2 separate regions of the Mus musculus genome follow, and region 2 is linked to region 1. Evidence: chromatin contacts called from public HiChIP or PLAC-seq data. All regions are on one chromosome and are shown on one strand. The core of a region is the stretch at or near the end of the contact, and the rest is flanking DNA. Distances in the headings are between cores, read along the strand shown.

What was found. HiChIP or PLAC-seq counts read pairs in DNA pulled down with a chosen protein or histone mark.
Region 2: a FOXA1 HiChIP or PLAC-seq map of pancreatic cancer cells shows a contact between it and region 1. The contact joins the promoter of Pdlim7 here to the promoter of Arl10 in region 1. A contact is called at or near these places in 1 of 484 Hi-C or Micro-C datasets (B cells) and 1 of 115 datasets of contacts at active chromatin or transcription factors (pancreatic cancer cells).

What each region holds. Positions count from the first base shown.
Region 1 is chr13:54,569,420-54,576,415 of GRCm38.p6, reverse strand. It overlaps Arl10 (ADP-ribosylation factor-like 10), which reads right to left and starts at 1,369. Exons shown (of 4, transcript NM_019968.3): 1 at 1,139-1,369; 2 at 468-666. The coding sequence starts at 1,321.
Region 2 is chr13:55,507,334-55,515,071 of GRCm38.p6, reverse strand. Pdlim7 (PDZ and LIM domain 7) reads left to right here and starts at 1,626. Exons shown (of 13, transcript NM_001114088.2): 1 at 1,626-1,705; 2 at 2,654-2,760; 3 at 6,029-6,180; 4 at 6,262-6,292; 5 at 6,746-6,864; 6 at 7,448-7,584; 7 at 7,706-7,738. The coding sequence starts at 2,665. Mir6945 (microRNA 6945) reads left to right here and starts at 7,380; the gene lies at 7,380-7,447.

The sequences.
Region 1 (6,996 bases), core at 120-2,619:
CCCCAGCAACCACATGGTGGCTCACAACCATCTATAGGGGGATCCGATGCCCTCTTCAGGCAGCCAGAACACTGGAACACTGGGGGAAACCTTTCGTGATCTAGCTTGTCAGAAACCTGTTTGTACATGTATCTAACAGGCAGGTTAACTGATGGCAGTTTTGTGGAGTTGTGTGGGGTATTTTATAAGCAGTGTTTGTCAAATACCTGGCATATGAACCCTTAGCTGTTAGTCTGCCAGTGTAAGGCATGTGTGGTGAAAGGTAGGTGGACCATTTGGATACACAGGATAAGGAAAAATCCTAAGTGTTAGAATGTTCTGTATCTTGTGCCCTGAAGAGAAGCAGGAAGGGTTTCATAAAGGGGAAATGTCCTGATTAGAAATGCATTGTATGATAATCTCCAAATAATCTAGGCCCTGGGGCATCAGTGAGGACAGGGAGAAGGGGGAGTGTGTCTCTTGCTCACTCTCTAACAGGTCCACCTCGAAATTCTTGGTAGGCAGCCGAACAGAGTTGAAGCCCCAGGTAGGGACGTGGCCTTCCACCGGTGGCTTCCCGGCCAGCATGCGCAAGAACGTGCTTTTCCCTGAGCCATCCAAGCCCAGCACCAACACTTCCCGCTGCTCCAGCTCTTCCAAGGCCGGCTCATCTTCCTCGTCCTCGGGCTGTGGGACAGAGACGAAGGCTGCAATCCCCAACCTCCTTCTTGACCCTCCCTTCCCTAGGGACAACGAAGTGCACCACGGTGCCCCTGCACGCCATCCACGCGTCCCGGGGCAGGCACCTGTGGTCTGACATTGCAGGGCAGGAGCTGCTTTTTGAGTCCTAAACTAAAAGTCTCACTTTTCTTTTTGACTCCTCATGATTTCGCGCACAATCTTTCTCATCATAAATCCTTGGCTTCCACGAACAGTAAACCCAAGACAATCCCAAGATCTCACGATTATCCGGCACCGGGAATGAGGGCTCTACCAGGGATCCCCGGGGCGGCGCCACTGCGCTTACTGCACTGTCGCCTGGCTGGCTCCTACCGCGCCCACGGGGCTACCGAGCCCGATGCCCTGCCCGGGCCCTCGCGCTTGCACTCCGCGCTCACAGCATGCGTAGGCCTCCCTGACCTCGGCGGCTCGCACTCACCTCCCACTCGTCCCACTGAGGGAGGCGGGCAGTGTCCGCGCCCCACCAGGCCTCGCCCCGGTCCCAGCGCCGCTCCCGGCCGCGGCCGAAGTAAGCTTTCCAGAGGATAAAGAGCACAGAGCCCAGCACGGCTGCGGCGCCACCCAGAGCCAGCACCAAGGGGCCCAGCGGCCGCGGCGCCATTTGGCCTGGGAGCAAGACCGACCAGCCTGCGGTGGAAGATGGAGCTGTGGCCGCGCCCACCCGCCGGACCCCGCCACACTACAAGCCCCACAATGCACTGCTCGCTGCCAGCGAAGGCTGCGCTTGTATTGCGGTGGGGAAGGGGCACTAGGGTGGGATGGGCTTTCCGAGTAGGGGTTCGGTCCAGGATGGATCTTCCACTCCCTGACCAGTGTGGTAGAAGTGAGGCTGTGCGGACCTGTTGAGTCCCTTCAGAGAAGGAAACACTGAGACTTAGCAGGTATTAAGTTGCTCAAGGTCGCACCATAGTCTAGTTTGGCATTTAAACCCAATCTATGTCACCTGGGTATTTCTCAGGACCACAAAAAAGAGAAATCTCGAAACTAATTATATGGGATCATACGCCAGTGGGATGGCAGAAGGAAGAAGTTTCTCCAAACCTTTGGTGGCTTACTGTGCACAGCAATGAAGAATGTCTGTCTGGCAAGGAAAGTTCAGAGCAATCACATTGTCAGCCACTCCCAGAGACTGCAGGGCTTCCAAGTACTGCATCAGAGAGAAGAGAAACAGGAAAAAAAATGGTGCCCCAAGCTACAGCAGTCCTTTGGCCTTCACTGCGTCTGCGGGATAATGGGAGAGAGTGTCCCAGTGTCCAGCTATGCCTGCCTCTTTAAAGTAGCACGCACACTACACACTCCTTAGCCAGTTTCTCTGTGCCCTAACCTCTGTTCTTTTTGGGCCCCCTTACTTTTGGCTACATATCTATGCTGCTTCCCCTTCTGTCTTGACTTCTTGTTTCTTAGGGTTTTTTGTTTTGGTTTGGTTTTTGGTTTTTCGAGACAGGGTTTCTTTGTGTAGCCCTGGCTGTCCTGGAACTCACTCTGTAGACCAGGCTGGCCTTGAACTCAGAAATTCGCCTGCCTCTGCCTCCCAAGTGCTGGGGATTAAAGACGTGTGCCACCACGCCCGGCTTTGTTTCTTAGTTTTAAAAAATACCTCTATCGGAGTTGTAGAGATGACACTGGTTCAGAGCACTGGTTGCTCTTTCAGAGGACCTGATGAGTTCTACTCCGAGAACTCACACAGCTGCTCCCAACCTTCTGTAACTGCAGATCTTATCTGGCTTCTGCAAACACCATGCACACTCATGCCCACAGTGCCCAGATATACAAGCAGGCAAAATACCTCTATAAAAAAAAAATCTCAATAGCAACACCTCTTTGGGGGAGGTTCATTTTGCTTATTTGATAGAAGTCTGGAGGTAGCAGAATAGAGCACTCTGAAAGGTTTTACTCTCAGTGGCACTCAACCTCATGGTGACTCTTTAATATAGTTCCTCATGTTGTGGTGACCCCAACCATAAGATTTTCTTTGCTTGCTACTTGGTAACTCTAATTTTGCTACCGTTGTGAATTGCAATGTAAAAGCTTGTGATTGTGGGTTGAGAACCATTGATTCAGAAATTACTATTTGCAGAGCAGGAGAGAGATCTCCCTTCCCTTTCCCTTCCCTTTTCCCCTTCCCCTTCCCCTTCCCTTCCCTTCCCCTTCCCTTTCCCTTCCCTTTCCCTTCCCTTTCCCAATCCCTTCCCTTTCCCCTTCCCTTCACCTTCCCTTTCTTCTTCCCTTCCCTTTCCCCTTCCCCTTCCCTTCCCTTTCCCCTTCCCCTTCCCTTTCCCCTTCCCTTTCCCTTGCCTTTCCCCTTCCCTTCCCTTTTCCCTTCCCTTTCCCCTTCCGTTCTCTTTCCCCTTCCCTTCCGTTTTCCCTTCCCTTCCCTTCCCTTCCCTTCCCTTTTCCCTTCCCTTCCCTTCCCTTCCCTTTCCCCTTTCCTTCCCTTTCCCCTTCCCTTCCCTTTTCCCTTCCCCTCCCACCCCCTCTCCTCCTCTCCCTTCCCCTTTCCCTTTCCCTCTCCTCTCCTCTAATGCATACCACTGGAGTGCCTGGTGCCTCCCAAGGTCAAAAGAGGATCCCGCAGCCCCTAGAACTGGAGTTAATGCATGATTTCGAGCTGTCATATTGGACTCTGGGAATTGAATCTGAGTCCTCTGCAAAAGTGATAAGTGTTCTAAGGTGCTGAGCCACCTCTCCAGTCACACACACACACACACACACACACACACACACACACACACTGGGAACATTTATATACACCCTTCACTTTTGCTATCAGACTATTGGCACAATGGACCCTGAGAAATTGAAATGTATCCCTCCCCGGAAACTGAAGGAGGAGAAAGAGAAAGTAAGGCAGTTAGAGATCGGCCTCAGTAAGACCTGACTCTAACTTTTGTTCATGGTCTGACTCGGATCGAAAGTAGTGCATGGATTAAAGCCCCTTTGCTTGATGACCTTTGATAATTCTAGTTCTTCATGAGAGAGCTCTGGTGCTGGGGGAAAACCATCATTTTGTACACAAGGAAAGTTCAAGTTATCTTTTTACCTCCTATCCACTGTTGCCTTGTTTTGTAACCATTTTAAAACACCTACCTCTTTACTTTTTTTTTTTTTTTTTTTTTTTTTTTTTTTTTTTTTTTTGGTTTTTCGAGACAGGGTTTCTCTGTGTAGCCCTGGCTGTCCTGGAACTCACTTTGTAGACCAGGCTGGCCTTGAACTCAGAAATCCACCTGTCTTTGCCTCCCGAGTGCTGGGATTAAAGGCGAGTGCCACCACGCCCGGCTTTAAAAACACCTACCTCTTGAAATCTGAACCATACCCTCTCTTGGAACCCATTCCACTTTGAAAGTTTCTCTTTCAAAAAAAAATCACATTTATCTTTAAATTTTATGTGTATGTGTGTTTGCTTGGCAGGTATATTTGTATATCACATCCATGTCTGGTGTCTGCAACACCAGAAGGGGATGTGGGAACTGGAGTTACAGAGGGCTATGAGCAATGTGGGTTCTGGATTGGATAGCGAACCCTGACCCTCTAGAACAGCAACCATGTTGGTGCTTTCAACTCTGAGACATTTCTCCAGCCCTTCTCTTTCTCTCTCTAATAGACAATATTAAAGCACTTGACTCATGAACCACTCCTTCACAGGCCAGTATCCTGGAGTCCCAGCAGCTTCCAGCAGTAACCACTGCAGGCAGCTCTCAGCCACTAGTTCTGAGTCTCATGTTTGGAAAAAGATTGAAATGGGTGCCAAAACCTTGTGACTTTTCAGACTCCCCTCAAAGGAGGTACTGTTGGCATTAGAAGCTGCTTCAAGGTCAGCCTCTAAATCCAGGAATGATGTCATCCCTGGGCAACAAGGACCCTCTTGCATCTGTTGTCATGGCAACCACCACACACTCCCAGCTTATACTTCCCACGTGCTCCTCACCAGCATGATCACCTGGCATCTATGTTAAGACCCAAATAAAAGACGGAGTCCCTGACCCCTTGCCCCCCTTTCCCTCTTTCTTCCCTCCTTGCTTTCCCCCAGTGAACCCTCTTCTGGTGGGGCTGTGTGGGTCTGGTGTGATCTGTCTGGATCTGAGCCACTTTCTAACACAACAGGTACTATAGCTAAAATGACAGTCTGTTGACAGGTGGGTGGGCCTACGGTTCGTCAGACTACCTTCCTTGCCTTTTCAGCTTTGTTCTTTAAAGACTGGGTCGCTTTACTTTTTTTTAGCTTTGGTTGGACAGGAACTTGCTTTATAGACCAGGCTACCTGCAAACTCACAAAGACCGGACAGACACTAAAATGCACCATCACGCCTGCCTGCTTGTCTCCTATTCAAACACAAACATCATTCCAGGACCATGAAGATGTACTCCAGGGGGTCATTATGAAGCAGAATAAGGTAGAAAAGATCAATTATTAGCTTTACTGAAAGCACTACTTGTACTGCATTTTGCCAAACATGACTTTACTTTGCTACCAGGACCAGAACGACCTAAAGAAGAAGCTAAAACACAATAGGTTGTTGTTCGCAGTAATCTGACAACAAACACATGTGTGTGTCAATGTCATACATACCTTTGGAACCCCAAAGCTCCCAAAGCTAACGACCACCTTATGCTTCTGTTCACAGGCTGTGGCTTAGAGAATGAGAATGCAAACTGGATCAGAGACTGAAGACTTATGGGAGCTTACTTGGCTTGAGTTCACCAGTGGCACTGCCTCTCATTTTCTTTGACCTTGTCTCACTGACAAGACAGGCATAAGGCCTCCAAAGAGAAGGTCAGGGCTGGAGAGATGGCTCAGACGTTAAGAGCACTGATTCTTTTCCAGAGGTCCTGGATTCCATTCCCAGCACTCACATGGCAAGCTCACAACTGTCTATAACTCCAGTTCTAGGGGTTCTAATACCCTAACACAGACATGCGAGCAGTAAAAAACACCAACGTAATAAAATAAAAGTAAATTATTAGAAATTTAGATCAGTTCAAATGAAAGGATGAAAATTTAAAATAAGAAAGAAAAGAAAAAGTCAGGATCAATGCCCAAAGAGGCCAGAAAAGGACACCGGATCCTCTGGAACTGGAATTATGGAGACTATGTGGGTGTTGGGAACCAAACTTGGGTCCTCTGCAGGAACAGTCAGTGTTCTCCTGACCTATCTTTCCAGTCCCCTCGAACTGCCTTTTTGTTTGTTTGTTTTTGTTTTTCAAGACAGGGTTTCTCTGTATAGCCCTGGCTGTCCTGGAACTCACTTTGTAGATCAGGCTGGCCTCGAACTCAGAAATCTGCCTGCCTCTGCCTCCCAAGTGCTAGGATTAAAGGCATGCACCACCACACTCAGTCTGGAGGTGGGGATTTTTTGGTGAGGGGAGATGACGCGTAGGGTGTGGGGAAGAGTGACAGAGGGTATGGGGTGAAATGATGTATGGGATGGTGTGAGATGACGAAGGTGTGAAGTGATCTCAAGGAGCCTATAAAAAATTGACTCCTCGCTGGGCATGGTGGCCTTTAATCCCAGCACTTGGGAGGTAGAGGCAGGCGGATTTCTGAGTTCGAGGCCAGCCTGGTCTACAGAGTGAGTTCCAGGACAGCCAGGGCTATACAGAGAAACCCTGTCTCGAAAAACAAAACAAAACAAAACAAAACAAAACAAAACAAAACAAAACAAAACAAATTGACTCATCTGTGGTAGCTAGGCAGATACAGGCTGAAGTAGGTCGTGCTGAGTCACTCCAGTACTGAACTGAACAAGACAGGTCTCTAAACTCAGGCTTCTTCACTAGGCCTCAGTATCTGGCAGAATAAGGCCGAAAAGTTTTCTTTCTTTCTTTCTTTCCTTCTTTCTTTCTTTTTTTTTTTAAATAATTATTTATTTTATAAATGATGAGTACATTGTAGCTGTCTTCAGACACACCAGAAGAGGACATCAGATCCCATTACAGATGGTTGTGAGCCACTATGTGGTTGCTGGGATTTGAACTCAGGACCTCTGGAAGAGCAGTCAGTGCTCTTACCTTCTGAGCTCTTAACTCTCTAGCCCCCCTGAAGTCGTTTTCTTAAATCTGCATTCAGCCTAGATTCCAGGAAGAACTAACAGTCACCTCTTGAGACTTTCTCTTCCCACTCTACTTTCCAGGGTTACAGAAGCAGCACCCCTCCTGCTTGTGGGGCACAAAGTCAAGAAAGTGCTGCAGAGCAGGCTCCTCCCCTTCAGAGCAGGCTCCTCCCCCTCAGAGCAGTAAGCTTGGTGGCCAGTTTGCACCACTGGGAAACAGTCTCTCTCC
Region 2 (7,738 bases), core at 377-2,876, 940 kb before region 1:
TTATTGAAAGCCAAAGGAGAGTAAGGGCTCTTAAGGTGTGAGTTTCATGACCAAATGGCCAAAGACTGGAGGCCGATGAAGTGTTATAGAGGGAAGGAAGCCTTGAAGCTAGAAAGATTGGGATTTTAGATGAGGAAGCTGCTGGGCTTGGTATGATCTCAGCCCTCCGGAGGGAAGAGCTGGAAGATCTGGGAACCCATGCAAGTTCAAGCCAGTCTACCCAAGGAGACCTTATTTTATGCGTATGGGCGTTTTCCCTGCATGCATATGTGCGCTATGTGTGCACCAGATGCCTAGAGAGGTCAGAAGAAGGCGCTGTATCTGGGGGGGTGGGGGTGGGAAGAAGAAGATAGAAATGAAGGAATGGAAAAAGAAAAAACCCCTGATCAACCTGGTGTAGACCAGCATTCCTGTCAGAACAGGATGAAACCTGAAGGCTGCAGCTGACTTAATTGAGGTCATAGAAGACCTGGAGAAAGAGTCAATAGTATAGGGGACGAGGGACAAAGAGGGAAACGTGATGGAGACAGAAGCATAGCAGATAGCTAAAGAGGGTGGTTTTGTTTTTTTGGTTTTTTTTTTTCTTCAGTTTTTCGAGACACGGTTTCTCTGTGTAGCCTTGGCTGTCCTGGAACTCACTACATAGATCAGTCAGTCTGGCCTTGAACTCAGAGACCCACCTGAAGAGGATTTCTTCAAGGATGACAACTCCCATAAGAATTTATGTACTTGGGACAATGATGGGGAAGAGGGGGTGTGATGATGGGGGGGCTGGGCAAGGGGAGGCTGTGCACCTCTCTACTGACTCAAACATTCAGGAGAGCTCAGCTTTTCCTTCTGCCCACCCTTGGCTAAGACCGAGGCTAAAGCAGGGGCTCTGAGAACACTCCGTGGCAGCCCCTTCCATCCCAACCGCATTGGAAGAACTGTGTACTCTGGACTGGGGTTAAATGGGAAACAATCCATTCCAATAGTGGTTCTGGGGGCTCTGGGTGGAAGTCCCATGGCTGTGGACTCTACTTACACCGTCAGACAACAAGTGGCGCTAAGCCCGCCCCCGTTGGCTCTTACTATGTATGTATTTACTTGTTTGTTATATCCTGCAAGCCTTTGGTTGGGTTTGGTGTTGAGGACTGAAACAAGGGCCTCCAGAGAGCTTAGCTACTGAGCTCCACCACTAAGCTACATCCCGAACACCAGGAAGCCTAACTTGAAACTACCCTATCTCGCTTCTCCAGTTCCTAGAGAATCTGAAATCTGATGATGCTGACAATATTGACCTCTAACAGTATCCCTAACAGAAAAGTGTTACCATGCCATTTTCCTCTACAAGAGAATACGGTGAGAGATCAATCAACTCTGGGGTTTCAAACGGATGCTTTCCTCCACTCCGCCAGTGGGAGGCGCAAGGGGCTTGGGCGAGAGCCTGAAGCGGGGCACAGGCTGGGCAGCGACCCGACTGGCGAGGGTAAGTGCCCGATCTCACCTTCCCTCTCCTGGAGACTCAGGGTTTTTTGACTGGGTGGGGCCTCCCACCGACCCCGGGATGTCCACTCGTTTGGCCTGGGGAGGGCGTGGCCTAGGGCTCCGCCCCCTTCCGCGGGCTCAAAAGGCGCGGCGTCCGCGGAGGCGGGGTCAGAGCGCAGCGGCGGATCCCATCGCTGCTCCCGGAGGCTGCCAGGCAGCGGCCCAGGCGGGCACTCAGGTACCGGCGTCCGCGAGGGGGTTCCTGGCCTGCACCCTACGGGGTCCTATGGCCCGCTGAGGCGCTGGGGAGGGCGTGGGTGGTCGTGAAGAGTGCCAGATTCCCTCGGCTGGCTTCGGCCGCAGCCTCCGCCCCCGCCTTCCTGCGGCGAAGTGGGGCTGATTGGCGCCTGCGCCACTGTGTGCGGTGGGGACGCGGCCAAGCGCGGGGCTGGGGCGGGAGACGAAGGGAAACAGAGTCATGTTGGCAAGGGAGCATCGTGCGTGGGTGGCACCACTTTCTCTGGCTTCCAGAAAGGATCCCCTCTCTGGCCGTGCGTAAGGGACACGGCCCCCGTCGCTCTCTACAGGACCAGTACCCCGTTTTTCTTTTCCCCTTTCAGAGACCAGGGGTCCCGCCCTGACCACCAGCAGCCTCGACCTGTCCCAAAATGGCTAGGACCCGCTCCAGCGTCCTCCTTCTCCACCCCTCCCCCTCATATCCCGAGCCCCTAACGTGCTCCCTCCTCGGGCTCTCTACAGTGTCAGCTTACACGCCTTATATAGTCCGAGCAGGCTCCGGCGGCGGCCTGCCTGCCGGGACCCGGGGAAGGAGGGGGAGCTGGCCCCTGACTCACCCCGCCACCCTCCTGAGATTCCAGGTTAGCTTGGGCAAAGCAGTGCCAATTAGCCCCACAGCCAACCCCTGGAAGAGAAAAGCACCTGAGCTCGGAGAGGCCTCTCCAGGCCCTCCCGGTGGCAGGGGGCAGGGTGGGGAACCACCTTGTCTGTTGTCTGTGAGAGGTCGGCCTGCCAGGAGCCCAGCCAAGCCAGCTGAGATACCTGCCTCCCAGTGCCTGTGTGTGTTGAGCGTCCGCCCGTGCCTTCTTGGTGCCTGGCCAACGCTAGTGCCCAGATCTGGACCTGCCTGCCAATTTGCATTGCAGACACTTTCTCTTCTTCCTCACAGGAGCAGGCACGATGGATTCCTTCAAGGTGGTGCTGGAAGGGCCAGCCCCTTGGGGCTTCCGTCTGCAAGGGGGCAAGGACTTCAATGTGCCCCTCTCTATCTCTCGGGTGAGCCTAGGTGGGGGAACAAACTCCCCAAGGGTTCTTGGGTGCTCAGGTTTCCAGAGGATCATGGGAGGAAACAGCAGGAGCAAGCCAGGACCAATAAGGCAGGAGTATCCAGGTCCAAATGGACACTTAACTACCAGGACTCCCAACTAGGTGGAGAGTAGAGAGGCACTCCCAACTTCCCTACTTTGACATGGTATTTGATGCTCTCCCACCAAGCCATCTGTGAGTGACAAGGGGGAGCCTGTTCCTTCGGTATTGGAGGCTGATGTCTCCAAGAAGTATCTTACTTAGCTAGGAGAGCAGCCTGTGGAGCCAGGTCCCCAGCAGGATGTAACTTTAATTCCAGTTATTCAAGGAATAGCAGTTGTCATCCTGTTTCCCCAAGTGACAGAGCTTGGTGGGCTGGAGGAGCCCATTCAGTAAGTCCACTGCAGAGCAAGGGTTTGAACTGAGGCACAAAAACGGCTTGTACTCTCTGTACGGTCAAGGCCAACGGGGAACTCTTCCCGCCCTGTGTGAGGACTGAGTCCCAGTCAGCTGGCTCTAGTCAGGCTGTGTGGCCTTTGACCCCAAGCCTAGGTGTAGTGAGGCTGGCCTGTAGAATTCCTGTTCCCATTCCTCAGTCCACCCTGGTGAGGAGGGTGGAGCTGGGAACTGACTCCTCCCTGAGGCAGGGGGATTACCTTATAAGCCCAAGAATGCGGGCCCCAGTTGGGATGGCCAGCAGTGGCTAGTCAACAGAGCCCAAGAGGGCTGGCCTAAGTCTAGGCCCCTTACCTGGCCCTCAGTCATTGGTGTCAGTAGGACTCAAAGCAAACTTTGTGCCCAGCCTTCCAGCTTGGTATCTCTGACTGGCCTAGGGGGTCAAAAAGGGGGCAGGGACTTCCTTCCCTGATATCCGCCTGCCTAGAGAGGCCCACCCAGCCACTGTGTAGGCAGGCAGCTGCTGGCAGGAAGCCCAGGGCAAGCCCAGCCCAAAGGGGCCTGAGAATTTCCAGGCACTGCCCAGCCTGAGTAGGGTATCAAGGCTGGTTCTCTCTGTGGGAGCCAGACATGGTGGACAGGGCAGGCAGGCATGCATGCTGTGTTCTTCCCAGAATCCTTCTCTGGAATTGCTTTGGAATCTGCTCCAACCAGCAGGATGACTAAGGGCTATCTAGACCCTTCCCCCACGCGTACATCCTACGGGTTTCTTCCTCCCCTCTGGGAAAGTGCTGGCCAGTGTAGTGTAGGTCTTAAGTTTTCTTCATTGGTAAGGAAGGCCCTGCAGATGTTGCCTTTTGGGGGCACTCTGCTGGCCCCTGCTGGCCCCTGGCCTCCTTTGTCAGCAGCTTTAACCTGTGGGTGGGGCCACCCGCTGAGTCCTGCCCTGGAGTGAGTTAGGCCCTGATGGGTGGGGTGGTCTTTTCTAAATTGGGCCAGCCCGCTATCCCTCCCCTGACCCCAGAGTGGAGGGAGGAAGGAGGGGCTAGGGCTGGCTGTGGGCCCAGGCCTGGAAGATGAGGTAATGTCTGGGATTTGGGGGTTGGGCTGCTCAGTGGAGCTCCCAGGCTGACTCACCCACACCCATAACACTGTCCAGTCCCCTGGCTTTTCCCCTCCTTAATCTCACTAGCCTCTCTTTCCCTGTGGTGCTCTGACCACCAGCTTAGCCCTCACATTTTGAGTACCCCACGAGAGAAGTGGTCCCTCATGTCTCCACCCCTTTTCAGGGAGCCAGTGGCTCCTCCTCCCAGGACCCCCCACCTTGGTCTTGCCCCACACCTCTCAGGAAGCAGCCTGTATAGGAAGGAGTGGCTAACCCAGGTCTCCATGTGCTGACTCACCATGCCTGTGACTAGGTCATTTCCCTTTTACAGTGTCACTTCCCCGTCCCCATTATTAGGGGCTCTTTGGAGTGAAACAAAGGTGAGAGGGGACATACAGACCCCAAACAGCCACGGAATGAGGGGGCATCTTGCCTTGAGCTGCCAGTCCTTCTGCCTAGCCTGCCTGAGTGTTAGCATCACACGTATACCATGCCTGGCACCCCAGAGTCTTGTTTTGCTTCCCCTGATTTTATCTAATTAATTAATTTTACTAGTTTTTTGAGGCAGGGTCTCTCTGTGTAGTCTTGACCACTCTGGAATTCACTACGCAGACCAGGCTGGGTTTGAACTCACAAAAATCCACCTGCCTCTGCCTCCCCAGTGCTGGGTGTAGGCCATACATCTGGCTATCCCAGCGTCTTTACTGGGTGTGTTGGTCTCTCGTTTGTGCCCTATTGTAGTGGAGCCTTCCAGTCAGGCCCAAATCCTGGCTGCACCCCTTGCTAGCTGGAGACCGAGTTCAGGTGATCTGTAATTCAGTTTTTTTCTGAGTGTGAACAGGGTGTATCCCCAGACTCCTGCAAGGGTGTTGGAAGATTTGGTGTCGAGCCTAGGTGTTCTGTGAGATTCTATTCTTACCGTATGTTATCAGGTAAAGAAGGCTGTGACTCACCAGCTCTCTCCTCTGCTAACTTCCCTTTCAGGCACAAAATAAAGCTGTCAGGTCCAGCTCCCCATTCTGTACCAGAGTTGACAGTGTCTGCATGAGGTCCCTCTGTCCCTGACATCTCTAGAAGCCCTCATCTTCTCTGTCTGCTTCAGTACACATTGCATTAGCTCACCTGAGGAGCCTTCTGGGACCTTGGGCATCCTGCTCCCCGCTTTTCCTACTACCTGTCAAGTGTAAATGCTTTGTGTGGTATCAGATGGTCGAGTGGCCCTGTGGTTTCAGACCTGTGGTGAACCACCATGCCCCCAATCCCTTTGGCTTTGAGTTGGGAATTTCTGGTTTGTGTGGCAAATGGTGGAATGATAGCCAGCGGCACTGGCTGATTCCTGGTAAGCCGTAAGCCTTGGTCACCAAAGCTAAAAAAATAAAAGTGAGAGTACATTCGTGAAGACATTCAGTGCCCGGGAGAGGAGCCAGGACTTGGCCTTGATGGGGGTGGGGGGCAGTAGCGGTTCTCAGATAGGAGACATTTAACAGGATATAGGTGACCCCGATCAATTCGTAGCCCAGTTTCAGCAACACGGGTAGGTGGCTGTCTTGGGAGGGCAGGCTGGTGGGTAAAACAGCCTATTGAGGCCTCAGAAAACATAGCTGTCAAAGGCTATGGTCCTAGCCTGCGAGTGTGGGCTCTAACCTGAAGGTGGCTGTTTACCAACAGCATCTGGACTGTGAGGGAGTGTGCAGCTTGGTTATGCACCCATGGACCTCTGACCATTCTTCTCTACAGCTCACGCCCGGAGGCAAAGCTGCACAGGCCGGTGTGGCTGTGGGAGACTGGGTACTGAATATTGACGGTGAGAACGCGGGCAGCCTCACGCACATCGAAGCCCAGAACAAGATCCGCGCCTGTGGGGAGCGCCTCAGCCTGGGTCTTAGCAGGTACAGGTGCTGACAGGCAGAAGGGGTGTGGATAGCCTCTGGTCTCTTACCTGCTGTGACTGCGTCTCTCTTCTTCTCCAGAGCCCAGCCTGTTCAGAGCAAACCACAGAAGGTAGGTTATACAGGAGATGTCCTGGCTGAGAGAGGGAGGGGCTTAGCCTGGGCTAACCTACCACCCCTGGCCCAGCCTTGGGACCCTCTCTCTGGCTAAGGGCAGACGCCAGAACAGGCAGGGTCTGGGGAACATGAGAGTGGAGCTAGGAGCTGCCGCACGGTCCGGGCGCCACACGTGCCTGCCTGCCTATCTGTCTGCCTGCTTCTTCCCACAAGCCTGTGCTGTGTGTGCCTACCCACCCTTGGTCACCCTTGGTCCAGAGCGGGTTGAATTCATCACTTCCCAATGGGCCCCTTGAAGTCGTAGTTACTACCCCTTCATCCTAGCCTCTGGCCAGATGTGTAAGAGTGGGCCGGACCTGTCACTGTTCTTGGTGGTGGTGACTCCGCTCCCACCTCAGCCTCAACTCCCACCCACCCACCCACCCTGCCCGGCTCTGTCTCTGCCCAGGCCCTGACCCCTCCCGCCGACCCCCCGAGGTACACTTTTGCACCAAGCGCCTCCCTCAACAAGACGGCCCGGCCCTTCGGGGCACCCCCACCTACTGACAGCACCCTGCGGCAGAATGGGTATGTCAGCCCCTGCCCATCCACTCCAACCTCTGCACACTGTCTGGTCCTTTCACAAGCACACACACAAGCTGCCTGCTACCGCTCAGTCTGTGCCGGACCCCAGCCCCTTAACCGTGTGGCAGCAACCCCTGGCGGCCGGGTGGGGCTACTGCTCTTCCACAGGCTCTGCCCTGCTGAGCAGCCTGGGGTTAGCCTGTGCTGTGGGCCAGCTGAGTCTCACAAACTCGTTGCTACCTCGCCTCCCTCTCCACCACTCTGATTCCCCCTGTCATTCTTCTCCTGTGTCTGTCCCTTTATCTGTCTATCTGTCTGTTTCCTTCACAGGTGCAGACCTCTGACAAGTTAGTGAGCCCTCTCTTCCTGTCACTTTCCTCCCTTTTGGCACTCTGGGTGGTGGCCCCTCCCTGTCCTGCCTGTCCTGACCTCCTCTGATTTACCCACCTACCCAGCCAAACCCTTTGCCTCACCCTCCTACCCCCCAACCCCCTGCTGTCACCAGAACCCGTGCACATCACGTCCTGGGAGGGGCAGCCCCTGGTGCCCACAGAACCAGAGGTTCTGAGCTCTGCCCTTCCCATAGACAGTTGCTCAGACAGCCGGTCCCCGATGCCAGCAAGCAGCGGCTGATGGAGGATACCGAAGACTGGCGGCCGCGGCCGGGGACAGGCCAGTCCCGCTCCTTCCGCATCCTTGCCCACCTCACGGGCACAGAGTTCAGTAAGTGCTGGCCCAGGACAGGGCAGACTCTCCTGACCTCAGCCTGGGCCTGACTTTGCCAGGACTCATGGCTGGGGTGGCCCTTGTTTCTCTTGGTCAATGCCTGCCTCTGTCCTCTCAGTGCAAGACCCGGATGAGGAATTCATGAAGAAGT